3 separate regions of the Rattus norvegicus genome follow, and all the other regions are linked to region 1. A link is a contact called in public Hi-C data. All regions are on one chromosome and are shown on one strand. Each heading gives the region's core, a stretch centred on a gene start, on an enhancer-like site or on the middle of the called end of the contact. The rest is flanking DNA. Distances are from core to core; before and after follow the strand shown.

Evidence for each region. A called contact is a pair of places that touch in the nucleus more often than the background predicts.
Region 2: a Hi-C map of prefrontal cortex shows a contact between it and region 1, with 2.2 times the contacts expected there. The contact joins the promoter of Acsl6 here to the promoter of Rapgef6 in region 1. A contact is called at or near these places in 10 of 12 Hi-C or Micro-C datasets (the A7r5 cell line, Schwann cells, frontal cortex and 5 more) and 1 of 1 datasets of contacts at active chromatin or transcription factors (oligodendrocytes).
Region 3: a contact with region 1 is called in a Hi-C map of psoas muscle, with 1.9 times the contacts expected there. The contact joins the enhancer-like site here to the promoter of Rapgef6 in region 1. A contact is called at or near these places in 8 of 12 Hi-C or Micro-C datasets (the A7r5 cell line, the Rat2 cell line, Schwann cells and 4 more) and 1 of 1 datasets of contacts at active chromatin or transcription factors (oligodendrocytes).

The regions. Positions count from the first base shown.
Region 1 is chr10:39,155,277-39,158,148 of GRCr8, forward strand. Rapgef6 (Rap guanine nucleotide exchange factor 6) reads left to right here and starts at 1,347. Exons shown (of 28, transcript NM_001107003.1): 1 at 1,347-1,576. The coding sequence starts at 1,508.
Region 2 is chr10:38,950,704-38,953,575 of GRCr8, forward strand. It overlaps Acsl6 (acyl-CoA synthetase long-chain family member 6), which reads left to right and starts at 1,458. Exons shown (of 21, transcript NM_130739.2): 1 at 1,458-1,571. The region is part of intron 1 of LOC120095100 (a long non-coding RNA gene); the gene reads right to left.
Region 3 is chr10:38,990,396-38,993,267 of GRCr8, forward strand. Acsl6 (acyl-CoA synthetase long-chain family member 6) reads left to right here. Exons shown (of 21, transcript NM_130739.2): 19 at 123-224; 20 at 1,059-1,130. Among named protein-coding and RNA genes, the nearest start is that of Meikin, 17 kb to the right of the region's middle. Within about 2 kb of position 1,521, at least 43 of the 93 cell types and tissues checked have an H3K27ac peak or open chromatin away from gene starts, as enhancers often do. A contact at or near this core is called in Schwann cells, where this site is marked.

The DNA of each region.
Region 1 (2,872 bases), core at 97-2,596:
GGTTGCAGAGATGTCTCTGTGGTTTAAGAGCAAGTAGTGCAGTGGGAGGGGGCCAGAGTTCAGTTCCCTGCACTGATGTCCAGTGATTGACAGCCTCCTGTTAGTTCCAGCTCAATCTGTGAGCCAAAATAAACCCTCTAGGGTTACTTTTATCACAACAGAAATAATAACTGTTACTCAGTTTTTGCAGTTTTTCTCACCAAAGAACAAGTAAAGAAACTGAAGCTTGTTAGACTAGAATGTAAAATTCAATACAAAACCACTCATCCCTTGGCTCCAGGCAACTTTAAACCTAGCTGCTTGAGGAGGAAGGGGTGGAAAGGTTTGCTCCTACTGCTTAGGTTAAAGCAGCCCCACCCACTCGCTCTCGCTGTCCACCGAGCTTTAGTCAAGGATGTTAGCTCAGGATTGTTGGAGGCAATTGGAAATAAGAACAGATCTACCTCCACGGAAGTTTTGTCCTATAATCAGAACAAGAGACACAAGTTTCTCACGGGAGTGGAGGCTGCACAGGTGGTACAGAGGGCTTGTGAGTTTTATAGAACGGAGAAAAAAACTTGTGGGATACAAGATTTCACCTGCGGGTCAGTTCCCCAACAGTCTAAAAGTGCTAAATACCAAGAAGAGGTTGGTGTATTGATCTCAGAAGTGTCAAGGATTTTGACAGCCCACAGGTGTTATCTGTCAACTTTCCTATCAGGAGCTCCTTAGTCCCCTGAGGCTTTTAGGTCATAAACCCTTTAAAGATCCTACAATTATGCACACAGCGCTTAGGCATTCTCCATCATCAAGTCCAGGACAATCTGGTGCATGCTAAGCCAGCAGGCTACCCTTTGAAATATATCTCTAGTCTTCAGAACATTTGTTTATGTTTTTTGGAGGCAGCTTTCACTAGCGATTTCGTGGTTTGTTTCTGCTTTTCAAAGTCGCGTAGAATACACTGCAAGGGAGCAGTGGGTTGGGTGCACGAGTACTGCCTCGAGACCCGTGGCTTGGGCGGCGGTGCGTGGGCTTCCCCGCTTCTTGAATGGCAGCCTCGACTTCCGCGGGGCCATAAGAGCCCCTCGGCTTCCGGACTTGGGCGCTAAGCCAGAGCACCTACCCCACAGCTCTGCCCGGTAGTCTATTTTTGGCGACGCCCTCGTAGCATTTCCGGAATCTTAACCGGAAGCTGGGTATGCGGAAACTACAATCCTGCGACCGACTCTCGCGACGAAATCCAAGCCGCTCATTCCCCGCCCCCTCCACGCCCAAGTCTTTACGTCACGGCTAGGCGGGCGTTACCGTGCTCGTTGTGCGCCTGCGCTCTCGTCCTCTCTCGCCCCCGCGCAGGCGTCTTTCTGGCCAGTCGCGCGTGGGCTGAGGCCCTGGGCGGGCGTTGCGAAGACTTGTTTGCTTGAGTTTGGACCCTGCGACAGTTCTCATTTCCCTCCCGTTGGGGCCGGCGCACACCCGGGTTAGGAGAATGGGCAGCTAGACGCAGGCTGAGGAGCGTGTGGCTGCGGACATGAACTCGCCCGTGGACCCTGGCGCTCGGCAGGCACTGAGGAAGAAGCCGCCGGAGCGGACTCCTGAGGTAAGGCCGGGCACTGGCGAGCACCGATCGGCCCCGACCTGGCCGTGGTCGCGCGGGCTGATGAGCACCTTTCCTGCCGCTTCCTGCCGGGGACTTCCTTGTACCTCTGATAAGAAAGCACCGTTACTGTTGACTGGCTTCTGAGTTTGTGTGTGCTCAGGTGGGCTGAGAAACAGGCTGGGAATTGTAATGTGTAACAGACAGTTCATACTACAGCCCGTGCGTGCCGTGCTCTCAGATACTTCACAGTTGCCCGCAAAAGACAGGTTTCCAATGTCCGTATCAGACTGCGTAAGTCAGACATTAAGTTCCGTGGCGGGTGATGCGTGTTGAGTGGTTCCCTAGGTACTTTTTCAAACTGTCCGTGGGAAACTTAAGAATGTTTGGTAAGTTTTCTTGGTTTGAAGACGTTTCTGTAATTTTAGTGGCTGTGTGTATATTATACCAAAAGAAAAAAAATATTCCAACAGCGATGTAAAATGCAATGAGTCGTCTTGTTTGAAGTTGCAGTAATTGAAATGAAATGCTTTAATTCTTAGTCACTCGAGTTTCAGATTTATAGTGCTTTGCATAGAAAGTCTCAGAAACTTGGGGCAAACACTCTGGGACATGAATTTGTTATAGCCATTACTGAAACTGTGATGAGTCCAGTTTGCTTATTGAAACCTTGATCTTTGCGTAGGAACTCCTGCCTCCCCCTTTCCAGGGGTTACTTTTTCCCCACTTATAATCCTTTTCCCACTTATAATTCATGAATCAGCTTTTCTGTGGTGATGATTATTGTAATGTGCATTCTAAGTTTTGTTTACGAACATTATTTAGGTAATGAGGGGAAACTGTTTCTCTTCAGGTACCGAATTATTTAATTTGAAATTGAGTCTTTTTAAGCAGAGGAAGTTTTCTGAACTGTTGGGGAAGTTACGCTTGGTCATGTGTGCTGCGTTGAGGACTTTTATCTCGTTTTACTGGAAGAGCAACATTGTTGAAGGGAATATTAACTGCTTGGATTCATTGGCTGTATTTTTCAATGAGTGTAGAATTTGGGCTACTAATAAATCATTATCCAGAGTGCTAATGATGGTTTATTTTGACAAAGAATTCCGTGAAATTCTCACAAGTTCGGTTGTGCTGTCAGAAGATTCTCTTAGTAGACTTTTTTTTTTTGTTTTTTGTTTTTTGTTTTTTTTTGTTTTTGTTTTTTTGTTTTTTGTTTTGGTTCTTTTTTTCGGAGCTGGGGACCGAACCCAGGGCCTTGCGCTTCCTAGGCAAGCGCTCTACCACTGAGCTAAATCCCCA
Region 2 (2,872 bases), core at 208-2,707, 200 kb before region 1:
TAGTCTGCTCATCACATGTGTGTGGCCATGGTTTCCAGCAGGGGTCTGGGGTGAGTAAAAGCTTTGAGAGGTGCTTGACCTGAGGGTGGCCGAGAAGGTTGGTGAAGGCAGACACTGGGGGCATGGTCACAGTGAGTATGGGGGGAGCCAGGGCAGTAGCTAGCTGCAGTAACCAGTCGGTGAGGGCCTTTTTGCACGTAAGAAGCTTCAGCCAGCCTTCTGAGAGAGCTATAATCAGGCTCCCCAGAGAGTTCTGGAGTGAGCTACTTGGTAACTGGGCAACCCTATCTCAGGAGAGATACACACAAAGCCTCTCCTGGCAATGCCTGAGTTGGGAAGGCCCTTCGCCAGGTCATCTGTGACTATAAATTTAATTAAAGCCCAAGAGGAAACTGGAGTGGAAGCCCCTCGGCCACACAGCCCTGAGCTTGATCGAACCCTTGTGCAGATGAGACCACTGCTAGGCCCAGCGGGGTCTGCCAAACGGCTGTGCGTGTTAGGGTTACTCAGGTGTGGTAGTGAGGAGGGAGCTTTTCTTACCCTGACAACTGGTCACACTTTCTGGAACAGAACTGCCCCCCTTAGCCTCATGCCCTGTCACATCACAGTTTTCATCCCCCAGAACTCTGGTTGCCCCCTAAGTGTCCCTGAGAAGCATCCGAGGAGATGTTTGTCCTCCTGAGAGATGTCTAAAGGGAAAGTAGAGGAGGAGTGGCAAGGTGGCTCAGTGGGTAAGGACACTTGCTGCTCAGCCTAATGAACTGAGTTTGATCCCAGGAAACTGTGTGGTGGAAGGAGGGAGTTTACTCCAAGTTGTTCTCTGAGCACATATGCTGTGCTACTCTTGAACACACACACACACACACACACACACACACACACACACACACACACACACCACATACACAGTGGTCAAATATAATAATAGCGTTTAAAAGTAAAATAGAGAACCCACTAAAGAAGTGAAATCTGGCAGAGGTGCTAAAGCCAAGTTCTCTGGTCTCCAGTTGATGTCTCAGAAGAGAGAGAGAGAGAGAGAGAGAGAGAGAGAGAGTGTGTGTGTGTGTGTGTGGAGAGAGAGAGAGAGAGAGAGAGAGAGAGAGAGAAGAGGAAAGGCTTTGTCCTCTGAAAAGCCATAGCCAACTCCCCTCCCAGACTAAAGACAATGTGGGGTCAGGGAAGGTGGAAGGGTTGAGGCCCCGGCAGGCTGGCAGTGCAAGGGTTAAGGCCTGGTTGCTGGGCTTTGAGCTGGCCTGAGCCAGTACCGCCCCATGTGCAGATGAAGGGGGGGCCAGTGGGGGCCTTGAGGGGCCAACAGCTCCTCACAGAGCTGCTCTGTGCCTTGGTCCCTGCAAGACCTGTTCCCACAGCCACCAGGAGCACCGTCCCTACAGTTAGTGCCTCTCCTGTCACCCATCTTCTCAGAATCTCTGCCACCAGCCATTCCCAGGGGCAGTGCCTTCCATCAAGATGTGGTAACCTCTTTCCCTGAGCGCCACAGGCTCTAGAAAGAGAGGCTGGTTCTAGCAGGATCAGCTCCACCTCCTCAGTGCCCGGAGGCTGCTGGAAAGGTAGGATGCTGACTATTGCCTTTCACAAGTTGTCTTTGAGCCCCTTTGGCTGGCAGAGACATGATGTAAGCAGTTCAGCTAACTGCTCTCCACTAAAGCGATTCCTTTACGGTGTGCCTGGCATCTACTCCCTGCCCATGATCTGATTTGAAAAGAGGCCCAGAGGGGTTCAGTGACTTGCCCAAGACCACACAGCTATCAAGAGTCTAAATCAAGATTGGGAGGTTGCTCAGTCCAGCACTGGAATCCACCTTCTGACTCTCTCCTTAACTTGCTTACTGGAGTGCTACACCCCGGGGCCTGGCGAGGCTGTGGTTTGAGCTCTCTAATGGGAGATGGGGTGGTTCCTTGATGATTTGATGGCTTGGTTCATGTTGCCCACCATTACTGAAGGTTGCTGAGGTTTGCAAAGGCCCAGGACCCCGCTAGACCAGGCCGTAGTGATTTAAGAGTATCAAGGGCGGTGCTAAGGAAATCCAAGAGAAGATTCTGAGGAATATGGGCGTCCTCAGGGCAAAGGCACTGAGTCTGGGCATTGGGTCCTAAGGTAGTAAGGGGCCAGATTAGGTGTTTGGGCGGTGGCAAGACAGAATCACATCTGTGTGTGACAGGAAAATAACTTTGGTAAAAATGTAGGCACAGGTTAGAGAAAAGAAATACATGAAGAGGCTAGCTTGGAGATCTGGGCTGCACTAGGTAGTGGCTGACTGGGGGTTTTGGGCTGAGGGAATGGTCAGGTCTGAAAGCTTTACACGGGCAGTCATTCCATACAGAAGTGTAAAGGTAGCCTAGGAAGGTGTGGAGAACTGGGGTGGGAAGCTGCATCAACAGAGGGGTCTCTCAAAACTGGCTCACTGTCTCCCAGGGTCATCTCTATAGGGTTTGTGCTTGATACTGTGAACTTTCCATCTTATCATCTTGGAGTCATCCTACCGGAGGAGATCCTGGTCTATCCTACCAAGGCTCCCCCTGTTCTGTTCTCTCCCACCCTTGATGGTAAGGGGGCACGGCTTGTACCATCCACCTTCCAGGGTGTGGTGGTGGGCAGAAGTCTCAGGTGTCCAGCCTGGGCTACTACCTGATAGTCCAAAAGGGTGTTTGCTAGAGGGAGAGGCTCGGGAGGAAGCTAGCTTCTGCTGAGCATTGGGTCCTCCCTGCCAGGTGAATAGTTACAAACACCCACAGCAGCTCTCTTGGCAACAGCAGTGTCTGCTGGTCCCTGGGGTGTTGTCAGTATACCCCTACCCACCATGGCTGCTGCAACCAGAAAAGCCTCCCGGGGCATGGAAAGAGGCAGCTGG
Region 3 (2,872 bases), core at 271-2,770, 160 kb before region 1:
TTTTTAGGAAAGGGTGGAGTCTGAGAATGCCAAGAGATTATTTTTAATGCTGGACCACAAATGAGAGCTCTGAAAGCTTTTGTCATGACCTCATGACCGTGCTTTTCTGGTGGGCTTTGTAGGCCTTTCTGGTTGGCATTGTTGTGCCTGACCCTGAAGTCATGCCTTGCTGGGCTCAGAAGAAAGGAATCGAAGGGAACTACCAGGAACTCTGCAAAAGTAAGGTCTGTACCCCCGTATCCCCGGGTGCCTCCTGACAGGCTGCTGAGTGTTTTATAAGTCACATAGCAAGAGGACAGAAGAGCTGACAACTGTGAAATCTAAGTTCATAAGAGGTGTCTGGTATCACTTTACACATTGTAGGAACCCTAAATCAGAGGTTTGTCCTCGTGTGGTTGTTGAAGACATCCCTGCTCTTTTAGAAATGGAGTAATCCATTGGGTTCTTGGGACCAGGAACAATCACACGAAGTTCATCCGACTTCACTGCTCCATGGCTTGGAAGGGAGCCAAGAGGAGATGACTTGTCCCAGACCACACAGCTGGTTCACAGCACAGTCAGATGTGAAGACAGGCTCTCAGACCCACTGGCTGTGCCCTTGCCAGGGGAGGGTGGAGCTCTTGTGTACTGGGTTAAGAGGCAGCGATAGAACAGAAACAGTACCACAGCTCTTTCCGCTTAAAGCATCTCCCACTCCCACCATCAAGGAATTGTCTTATCATACATCTAGGAAAGGTTGCTGTTCTGTTTCAGCAGCAGACATAGCCTGGTACCTCTGGTCCTACACTCCGTCCCTGAGCCCTGACCTTGCATAGGGGTGGCAGCCCTTCCAAAGGGCCACTTAAAGCACACCCTAACCCACCCGCAGTGACCTCTTGGGCCATTTGCCCCCCTTTCTCTCCTGGAGAGAGGTATCGATTGGCATGGCGCCAGGTTACCCTCAGCAGGGAAGGGACCAAGAGAGCATGCGTCCGCTCTGTCACTGGTCCCTCTATCCTCACCCCGCCCCCACCCCTGTTTTTTCTGTGTTATTGTTTCACTTACATGGTTCAATTCAGGAATTGAAGAAAGCCATTCTGGATGACATGGTGATGTTGGGGAAAGAAAGTGGACTGCATTCTTTTGAACAGGTAACCGTGACCTTTCTCACACCGGTTATAACCCTTTGCATAGAAGCACCGTGGCCCTGTCCCAGGCTCTCTCCCTGTCTGGTATGTGGCCAGCTAGAAAGCTACACACAAAAAGAGCCCCTGAAGGGCTGTTTGACCCAACTGCAATCTCCCGCTCCTGAGCTAAAATAGGTCGCTGGACAAGTAAGGCCGTGCTTGTTGCCCTTATAACCACAGGCTGAAATAGAAGCCTTGCTGTCACTGGTGGATCACGTGGGCCTGGGCGGGCTCCCAGGCACCCTATCTTATTTTTATTTTTACGGGCACTGCTGTCTTAGCAGCTGCAGGCAAGCTTACTTGCTGGGAGGACACTATCAGCCCAGTGGCCTTTTGCAAAAGAGGAAGAAACAAAGCACCTGCGAACAAAGGACGCTCAGTTCCTCTGAGACACTCTGTAGCCGGGCTCAGGACTGAGCATGCTCAGTCCACCTTCCTGTTAGCGTCTATGCTCTTAAGTAAAAGCCAGAGAGAAGAAGGTTCCAAGCAGAAAATAGTAACACGCTGATAAAAATTTTATCCTTTGGATTGTGAGATAACTGTCTTTTATAAAATCAGCATTCACAATTGTCCTTTGGGGACAGGGAGATGGCTCAGCAAGTAAAGGGGCTTATTTCACACCAGATGACCTGAGTTCAGTTCCTGAGTCTCATATAATGAGTTGACCTCTGAACTCCACACATGTATGTTCATATTCGTACATGCATGCGTGTTCTACGCACACATTTGTTTACACACAGAGAGGTGAGGGGGTGAATAAATGTAACAATTTTTTTCAAGAACTGCTTTTTCAAAGGGTTTGGTGGCACATGCCTTTAATCCCAGCACGAGGGAGGTGGCGCTCTATGAATTTAAGGCCAGCCTGATCTACATAGTTCCAGGATAGCAAGGGCTCTGTAGAGAGACCCTGTCTCAAAAACAAACAAGCAAACAAACATGTTTTCCATCAAAATTTCCCAAAAAATATAGCATGAGGGATCTATCTGCAAGGCTTATATGAAGTTTTAAATTTTATACGCTGTTTTGACGATAGCCTACAACTATTTTAAAGTTGGTTTTAAATGTAAAATTCTTATGTTAAATCTGAATTAAAATGTTTATGTACAAAGATTTCTTTTTTATTGTTGTGTTGCTTGGTTTTGGACAGAGTCTCAGGCTATAGTGGTTTCAGGTCAGAGCAGGCTGGCCTGCTATTTATTATGTAGCCCAGGCTGGTCCTGAACTTACTGCAATTCTCCTGTCACAGCCTCTGGAAGTTAGGATTACAGGTGTGAGCTGCCTACCATATCCAGCTAAGGTTCTAATTTCTTCATTTCAAGCTGAAGGAATCTAAACATAGCCTCAGCGTTGAAGATTGTTCTTCTCCTGAGGCAGATGTTTAAATTTAACCAACTTTACTGAGAAACAAACTTTTGCTTTGTCAGTAAACGTTTTAGCTAAACCTTGACTCCCAAGCATGCTGGCTGCTTGTGGTACTTTCAGAGTGGAAGGTTCATTTTTTGCCACTGTGGTTATTTCAATTTCCAGATCTGGTAGAACTTATTTTGTGGTCTTTCCTTAATGGGGATCTGCATGACTGGATCACACTCGGTCATGTGGTTCAGGGGCTACCCCGGAGAGGTTCCAGACCCTGCAGTCTGGGGTAATTAAAGGACCAGCTGGGGCTGCACCTGGTGACAGCCTTGTGAATTCCTAAGCCCTGCACG